Regions from separate parts of the Mus musculus genome. Here regions 1 and 2 are each linked to region 3. A link is a contact called in public Hi-C data. All regions are on one chromosome and are shown on one strand. Each heading gives the region's core, a stretch centred on a gene start, on an enhancer-like site or on the middle of the called end of the contact. The rest is flanking DNA. Distances are from core to core; before and after follow the strand shown. Region 1 overlaps Scin (scinderin). Region 2 has its middle 39 kb from the start of Gm24434. Region 3 overlaps Dgkb (diacylglycerol kinase, beta).

Region 1 (2,700 bases), core at 110-2,609, 1.9 Mb after region 3:
AGAAGGCCTTGCCCCTATATGAAGAGCAACAGAAAACCAATGGCTGCTGGGAGATGGAAAATAGGATTTCTCCAAGGATGAGCCCCTTCATATCCAATCCCAAGCTGTCCAACTATAATACATGTACATAGGCCTAAATGTACAGCAATAAATGAACTGAATAGGGTGTGTGTGTGAGTATGTACATCCAAGAAGTGTTCATGAACTTGAGAGCGTGCGGGGAGAACATGAATGGCATTGGATGGGGAAGAGGGATAGATAGAAATGACATAGTACTTATGTATGAAAGTTATAAAATGAAATTCTTAAGAATCTAATTTACAGCAATATTAGCAAATAAAACAAATTACATAAGCATGTGTGAACCATGTGCAAAAGAGAAGCTGTTTGGATATGATATAATATTAATAATCAACAAAAGAGACTTTTCATATAGTAAACATAAAGTACAGCAAGTTCAAGGATTCTCTATGGTAGATGGGAAACTGTGGTCCCCAAAATTAATATTTATCACTACCCATCATTATATCTTAAAATTTCAAGTCAAATCATTTGTAAGCTCCAAGTATGTTTTTAATAAATGGACAGTTCCTTTAGCACTTTATTTCTAGTAATGAATCTGGTGAGCACTTAGTTTTGTGTGATGAAAATTAAGTTTTTATTTGCCAGGATGAGAAAGATCTCTCCTTCAACATTCTTCACACAAAAGTCTAGCATGTCTAAGATGGTCAGACTTTTCTGAATAAGTTGAGGTAAATGGCTGGAGCCCAGGATGAAATTTCAGAACCCATTACAAAATCATGTACTGATACAAACTGCATGTTTTTGTTCAGAATCAGGGGGTGGATGGAGGCTGATGCTCACAATGAGGTCACAAGGATAAGGCCCATTGACAACAGCAGTGTACTCAGAAGAGATATAGCAGCTCACTGGGCTATGTAAAGATGCTAGCTAGAAAGGCCCTCTCTAGACAACAGATATGCTGGTGCCTTGAACCTCCCAGGTTCAAGGATGTGAGAAAGCTGTGCTTACTGTTTAAACACTCCAGTCTGCTACATTCATGTAACAACAGCTTAAACTAAGACTTTGTTGTGCAACAATTTCCTCCAGATGAAACATCTCATCTCATTATGGGATGCTCATTATGACTCTGGATGTTGTAAAGGGAGGTGAAACAACCTCTCCTGCATTACATCCATGAAGTAAACATCTGAAAAGCTTCAGGAAGTCCTGAAACTGATTAGATGTGTTAGGCTCCCTCCCTCCCAAAGCATATCTAATCATAATGACTGCTGAGAAATACTCTCAGACTAAGACAAGCTGCTTGGAAGAGACAGTCTCCAATCCACTAAGCCACCTATAGGTTGTGCAGTGACGTCCAGGTTTCCAGTTTTCATGAGACATCACCCATGTAGGAGATGGCTTTTGATGATGCAGCTGCCTTTGAGTCATTCCTATTCCTGAAAGGAACACTAATAAAACTCATTGGTTCACCAAGTTGGACTTTGGTGGTTTCTGTTCATTGGCCTGTCATTGGTTTCCTATCTGGGGCAAGTAGACAGGTTATTCACATCTCCCTAGGAATGGTGTCACACAATAGATATTCACAGTCTCCTACTGTTACTTTTAATTGCCTGAACTATAAAGGACTAGAAAACAAAACATTACAGGCTGGGCTGTGGTGGCGCATGCCTTTAATCCCAGCACTTGGGAGGCAGAGGCAGGTGGCCAGCCTGGTCTACAGAGTGAGTTCCAGAAGAGCCAGGGCTACACAGAGAAACCCTGTCTCAAAAAAAAAAAAAATTACTCTTGGTGTTAGGTAATTTTCAGAGGTGCACAAAGTTCTCTGTGGCTTTGTTCAATGACCTTAATAACCCCGTGTGTGTGTGTGTGTGTGTGTGTGTGTGTGTGTGTGTGTGTGTGTGTGTGTTTATTTGTTTGTTTCATTCAGTCAGCCTGGGAAAAAATCTATTCTTCTGTTTACACTTAGATGAGAAATGATGGCTCTACTCCCCCCGCAACCGCCGCCCCCCCCCCCAGAAACTAAGTACTAAATGAGCAGAACCAGCCATCCGCATTTCACAAAGAAACACTAAATGCTGATACAGATGTGAGATAGATATTTTTAAGGACATTTTGATTTATATACTATAGAGTTTTCTAGATGTTTCTGCATCTGCCATATCATTAGGCCTTAAACTACTTGCACAGAGTAAAGATTGTCACCTACAGTATACAGAGAAGCCAAACCCAGTTGTCCCACATTTGAAAGTTCTTCAAACCAGGACAGGATGCTGTCATTAGGCTCTGTCTAGCTAAGACACTTACAATGAATCTTCCAGTTTTGTTGGAGCAACCATAAAGCCGAGGTGGATGGTCTTCAGCCCGAGTTTCTAGCAATGGTGAAGTCTGGTAGTCTCCCCTCCCTCCAAGAGAGTTCCAGAATTCCTCTACGGAATGCACAATGAGTTACTTAGTACATATTCAGGAGCATATATACTTCATAGGATTTCACATCAATGACAATATTATTTCATCCTAACTAAATGATACCAGATGCCATCAACACTTGCAATTAACAGAAGCATCCTTACACAACTCTAATGATAAGAAAAATGATTTTTTATTGAATGAAGTCAATTAGAACTATGAAAGTGGTGACCTTGGGCCCACAGCACACACCTGGTTCCTTGCCTTCTT
Region 2 (2,922 bases), core at 93-2,592, 1.5 Mb after region 3:
GGCCCTGTATTCTTACCTTGAAGCCTACAATGAGTATGCAGGCTTTGATAATTATACTTGTAGATGTTTTCTAAGAAAATCTAAAAGTCAATGTTTGCTATAGCTCATTTAATTTAGTTATCTTGCTTTACAAATTATGCCTCTAAAGACTCAATTGATTTTTAAATATACTGATGTTAAGAAATATGCATGCTGGGGTCAGTGTATGATGACCTGGAGACAAAAGGAGTAAAGAGTTGGCCTTCTCCTTCTATGTTAATTCCATCCCTATTACATGTAAATCGTTTGTTACAGATTTATCATGACTGACTGCTTTCATCTTTTATCTGTGGGTTGAATGTATGGAATGAAAATGTAAAAAATTTTTTAAAAGGTTCCATCAATAAGGCTAATTTTAGAAAATTTTATAAAGTGAATCATTTGCACTTGACAAAGCAATCAGTCTTTGAAAGCATACTTTTAAATTAGAAAGGGAAAATCATTTCTTTTCAGGAAAAATAATTATCTCTTTCTGTGGTCTTATATTTACTACATAATCTTGGAATATATATATATATATATATATATATATGTATATATATATATATATATTGATGGTAACAAAATACGTATTAAGAGATGTTTTCAAACACTAGATACAGACATTTAAAGTAATAATCTCCATTTAAATTTTTACCTTACAAATTTTTTCTAATCAATAATTGTATTTTACTTGAAATTCATTCAGTAATTGCTGATATTGCTAATACTTTAAACAAATATGTAATGTTCATATGGTGGTGGTTTGAATAGGAATGGCTCCCATAATTGAAGTATTTGGATGCTTGGTCAATAGGGAGTGGTATTATTAGGGGGTGTGGTCTTGTAGGATTTGATGTGGCCTTGTAGGAGGAAATGTGTCACTGTGGGGTGGGTTTTGTGCTCTAAAAATCTCAAGACCAGGCTTAATAGCTCAGTTACTTCCTATTGCCTTCAGATCCAGATGTAGAATTCAGCTACCTCTCCAGCACCATGTCTACCTACATGCCACTTTGCTTCCCACCATAATGATAACGGTCTAAACCTCTGAAACTGTAAGCTAGCCCCAATGAAATGCTTTCTTTGAAAAGAGTTTCTGTGGTCACTGCGTCTCTTTATAGAAATAGAAACCCTAACAAAGACACTCTGTGAAAGGAGGGAATATCACTTAGACACTTTCTGATCCAAGTCATGCATTGGATGATGATTTTAATTGACCGCTTTTAAAATCTTCCAGGTATTTGTTCCTTATGCAGGAGACTAATGTCACAAACAACTAATTACAATTACTGTGTCCTTCTACAAGACACTTGGACAAGCCAGTTGCGTGCTTGCACTTAACTCTTGTTAATCCTGATGTAAAAGTTATCCTCGTATAACTTTGCTACTTAATGCTCCCAAGGAAAGAAGTTGTACAGTTTATTGCCTCCTGACTTATGATCTAGGTCTTTAACAACTGTTAAGTTTTATCATGGCCCCTTAGAGGCCCTTTTATGAAGAACTCTAACTGCCACTTCCTTTATCGCTTATCAGTCAGCTATGAAGCTGTTGCCAAGAGATCAACACTCCCAAACGCCTGAAAGCACTTTGGCTGATCTCTAAAGGGGACTAATGGGCCATGGGCCATCCATCATCCCTCTTCTTGCCATACTGGACTTCATTTTAGGGACTCAAAAAAAACGAAAACAGCTAGACTGAAGCTATCTTTACATCAATTAACCCATCTCTCTTGTCAGCTCTGATCTGCTTAACATCCTTCAGGACCAGCTGGACTCAATGACTGCTGCAGTGCTCGAAAATTAAAACAGGACTAGACCAGACTGCTGCTAAGGATAGATTTGTGTCCTCCTCAAACAATGTTGCTTCTATGCCTGCAAATGATAATAGATTTGAAATGAGCCATAAAGACTAAGGTTTCTGCATACTCGGGCTCCTCCATTTGATCTCTCTTTCTTTCTTATTATGCTCATACTTATGTTTTTGCCTTCTCTTTCCAATATTTTATTTATTGAACTTCACCCTACACCCACACAAAGTATTCCACTAAAGCTCTTCCAATAGTTTTCACCACACAATAGCTCCATTTGTTCTCAATACAACTGCAAAAAGACCTTTTAAATACAGTGGAGAAACTATAGCTAAAAGGGACCTTCATCACCTTCACCCAGGGCCAATACAATTCTTTATATTAGTCCTCTGTTTCCCTATTTTTCTATAGAACACATGGACAAGCCAGTTTTGCAGTTACATTTAATTCATGTGACTCTTGATGTAAAAATTTTCCTTATGGTTGCTCACAGTCATCCCTTACACAGAGCACAGGGTCCTCAATGAAGGAGCTAGAGAAAGTACCCTAGGAGTTTAAGGGTCTTGCAGCCCCATAGGAAGAACAACAATATGAAGTGACCAGCATCTCCAGAGCTCCCAGGAACTAAGCCACCAACCAAAGAAAACACATACTGGGACTCATGGCTTTAGCTGCGTAAGTAGCAGAGGACTGCCTAGTTGGTCATCAATGGGAGGAGAAGCTCTTGGTCCTGTGAAAGTTCCATGTCCTAGTATAGGTTAATGCTAGGGCCAGGAAGCAGGTATGGGTGGGTTGTTGAGCATGGGGAGGTGGGAGTGGATAGAGGGTTTTGGAGGGGAAAGCTGGAAAAGGGATAACATTTGAAATGTAAATAAAGAAAATATCCAATAAAAAAGAAAGAAATGAAGCATATAATTGAGGTGGTAAGTCCTAGGGCCGTCAGTGGTAAGCTTCTGCAAAGTATAATTCCAGAGGCTGCTGCTCACTTTTGTCATAGCCCCTTTGAGGCCGTCTTTTTAAATTTATTCTTTAATCTCTTTTTACAGTCCAGACTTTATCCCCCTCCAGGTCCACCCTCACTGTCCCACATCCCACTC
Region 3 (3,007 bases), core at 377-2,876:
GTTTCTCCTTTGACTTGAAAATCTTTTAAAGCAGTACACTGTTCCTTTCAAAGATTATTAAAAAACCAACAGTCTCATATTAACACTTTTACATCAAGATGTTTAAGTTTTAATAGGATGAAATAAAGCTATAGGTTATAAAATATAGGCAAGTTAAACATGTATTATCCTACTAAAATTATTATAACACATCCAAACCAGCCCTGGCTAAGAAATAACAGTGAACCTTATTTTTTAAATGGTGAATGAAAATGTTTAAAACCCTGACTCCTGATGTGGTTGCCAAGAGAACTATCACCATTTACTCAGTTGCTTTTGTTGAAACATTCTCATTCCTTTATCCAAAAGACAAACTTGAATATTGCTAAGAAATGGAGAGGGGTCTGAGATTAACCTAAGGTTGTAGGTAAGGGATCAGCTCACTGCAGCTCCCTTGGTACCTGAGAATCTCTGGGCCAGAGACAGTTGGTATATGACTCACAAGATAGCAAGCAATAGGCATTTCACAGCTCAGCTGGGTTGCCTTTTTCTCTTAGCCTGAGATGAAAGAATGTGAGCCTACTAAATGCAACACTTAGTATCAGACCCCAGTTCCAACGGCTTGGGGAACCAAACCTCTCTGTAGGGCAGAAATCTGTGTAGCCTGTTTTTATTAGCATGGGTACCATATAAGCTTGTCCTCTCATCTGGACATCTCCATAGTGCAGGGTCTTCAGTCATCAATTGTATTTCAAATGGCTGCTTGGGACAAAAAACAAGGCAGTGTTTCTGCCATCAAAACTTGCTAAACTTCAAGGGGCCGTTGACAAGTACCTCCTAGGAGGCATGTTCATTAATGTTTCATCTTACGATGCAAATTTGACATTTCTTATTCTAATGTGAGAAGTAGTTACTGTGGATTCATAGATATTATAAATCAGTGTCCTGGCTCTCACTGTGGCTAGAAGCATTATTATTAATATTTTATTATTAATAAAAATAAGATATGAGCTGTGTTATCTTTCTATAGTGCCCCTACACATAAAACATGCAATTACATCACATTTTTCTGTCTTACAAACCTACCCTCACTCTAAATTTTTTGTTTTTTGTTTTTTTGTTTTTTGTTTTTGTTTTTGTTTTTTTTTTTGTTTTTTTTTTTTTTTTGTTTTTTTTTTTTTTTTTGCCCAACACAAATCCACAGTTAAGTCTTTACAAGTTTCAATTTCTTTGTTCATTTGTTTATGGAATTGTGCTAAGCATGAGCTACTCCATGGCCACGAAGGCATGCCCTTGTCTTCACAGGGAGTTCTGTTTGGCGGGTCATCGTGGAGGTTGCTGGGTACATTAGACAAGATCTCATGGGTCACTGTAGCCTGTCAGATTCATTTCAGCGTCTCACCAGGCAAGAGAACACTTTGGTTTTCCTGAAGTCTCTGTGGCACTCTTGTACTGGAGAGAGCCAAGATGAAGGAACAGATTGTCTGCACACGCATCAGTCCTGCCTGAGCTCGATTGGCACTTGCAGAGTCCACTGTTTATTTCATTAAAGTGAAATCTGTTTCTTTCCCGTCTTCTGCAGAATGTGAAGGATGATGGACAGCATGTGTGGCGACTCAAGCACTTTAACAAGCCTGCCTACTGCAATCTCTGCCTGAACATGCTGATTGGCGTGGGGAAGCAGGGCCTCTGCTGCTCCTGTGAGTTCACTGGCTCTGCCTGATGTCATCACCTTGCTTGAAGGGGACACTGAGCTCATGCAGCTCTCCTGTTTGTGTGTCATACCCCAGGCCAAAATGCTTATTGTACATCTTTCCCTGTAGCTGCTCAATGTTCAGGTCACTGGCCAACTTCCTTTCAAAGGAAATAAATGATGTGTTCCAATTCCATGGGTATTTCTTTGTATTGTAGTTTAAATTTTAAGTATTTGTGCTTCTCATTTCTCCTTGGAGTATTTAGACATTTTTCACTGCTTTCTCATATATTCCCCTTATAAGTTAACCATTACAGCTCTCAGTTTTACATATTTATGGAGTACAAAAGTGGGGGGTATGTGGGTGAGTGGGGGTGTGTTCTCATGTCTATGCTTGCTCATGTGTGTGTGTGTTCATAATCTAAGATTAATATCTAGTGACTTTCTCCATTGCTCCCACCTTATATATGGACCCAAATTTTCGTATTGACTTATATCTCAACGACTTTACATTGCATCCTATTGCATCTGGGAGACTCTCTACCTCCAGTACACTGAGGTACTCACAGGTGGTCAATTTTTTAAATGAGTTCTTGAGATCTGAGTTATAGTCATTGGTAGCAAGTGCTTTGCCTGCTGAGTCACCTGCTAAATGCCTCTGGTATGTTACTTTACATAAAGGAAAATCTTCATATGAATATCAATATTGGAATATAAGGCATTATAAGTCATATTCATTTTGATATTTTCTGTTTCCTTGTCTTGCAAGATTTATTTTATTCTTTTTTTCTTTTTTCCATTTATTTTATTTTTATTGGATATTTTATGTATTTACATTTTATTTATTTATTTTTTATTAGATATTTTCTATATATGCATTTCAAATGCTATCCTGAAAGTTCCCTATACCCTCCCTCTGCCCTGCTCCCCTACCCACCCACTCCCACTTCTTGGCCCTGGCATTCCCCTGTACTGGAGCATATAAAGTTTTCAATACCAAGAGGCCTCTCTTCCCAGTGATGGCCGACTAGGCCATCTTCTGCTACATATGCAGCCAGAGCTGTTAGAGATTTGCTAAGAGAGTGTATGTAAATATGTGTGTAAGTTAATTTATAAAATCATCTAGTACTGATTTAATCCATAATATTTTTTACCTAAAATAAAGTTTATATTCTCTGAAATAAGGTTAAGTTCTCCACTGATCCAGCAATTCAGCCACATCAATTTCTGCTATGCAATATGCTTTAAGATTTTTTTCTCCAGGTATATTATTTAACATTAAGAACTATACTTAAGCCAGGTGTGGTGGCACACGCCTTTAATCCCAGCACTCGG

What was found. A called contact is a pair of places that touch in the nucleus more often than the background predicts.
Region 1: a contact with region 3 is called in a Hi-C map of the N1E-115 cell line, with 11 times the contacts expected there. The contact joins two enhancer-like sites. A contact is called at or near these places in 1 of 15 datasets of contacts at CTCF or cohesin (pro-B cells) and 19 of 484 Hi-C or Micro-C datasets (the G1E-ER4 cell line, the HPC-7 cell line, the N1E-115 cell line and 12 more).
Region 2: a contact with region 3 is called in a Hi-C map of the N1E-115 cell line, with 7 times the contacts expected there. The contact joins two enhancer-like sites. A contact is called at or near these places in 4 of 484 Hi-C or Micro-C datasets (the N1E-115 cell line, cardiomyocytes, muscle stem cells and 1 more) and 2 of 115 datasets of contacts at active chromatin or transcription factors (astrocytes and large pre-B cells).

What each region holds. Positions count from the first base shown.
Region 1 is chr12:40,066,587-40,069,286 of GRCm38.p6, forward strand. Scin (scinderin) reads right to left here. Exons shown (of 16, transcript NM_001146196.1): 12 at 2,683-2,700; 13 at 2,329-2,450. Among named protein-coding and RNA genes, the nearest start is that of Arl4aos, 30 kb to the left of the region's middle. Within about 2 kb of position 1,360, at least 2 of the 459 cell types and tissues checked have an H3K27ac peak or open chromatin away from gene starts, as enhancers often do. A contact at or near this core is called in the N1E-115 cell line, where this site is marked.
Region 2 is chr12:39,659,054-39,661,975 of GRCm38.p6, forward strand. No RefSeq gene overlaps it. Among named protein-coding and RNA genes, the nearest start is that of Gm24434, 39 kb to the left of the region's middle. Within about 2 kb of position 1,343, at least 2 of the 459 cell types and tissues checked have an H3K27ac peak or open chromatin away from gene starts, as enhancers often do. A contact at or near this core is called in the N1E-115 cell line, where this site is marked.
Region 3 is chr12:38,134,980-38,137,986 of GRCm38.p6, forward strand. It overlaps Dgkb (diacylglycerol kinase, beta), which reads left to right. Exons shown (of 26, transcript NM_001361686.1): 10 at 1,562-1,679. Among named protein-coding and RNA genes, the nearest start is that of Gm52011, 230 kb to the right of the region's middle. Within about 2 kb of position 1,627, at least 3 of the 459 cell types and tissues checked have an H3K27ac peak or open chromatin away from gene starts, as enhancers often do. A contact at or near this core is called in the N1E-115 cell line, where this site is marked.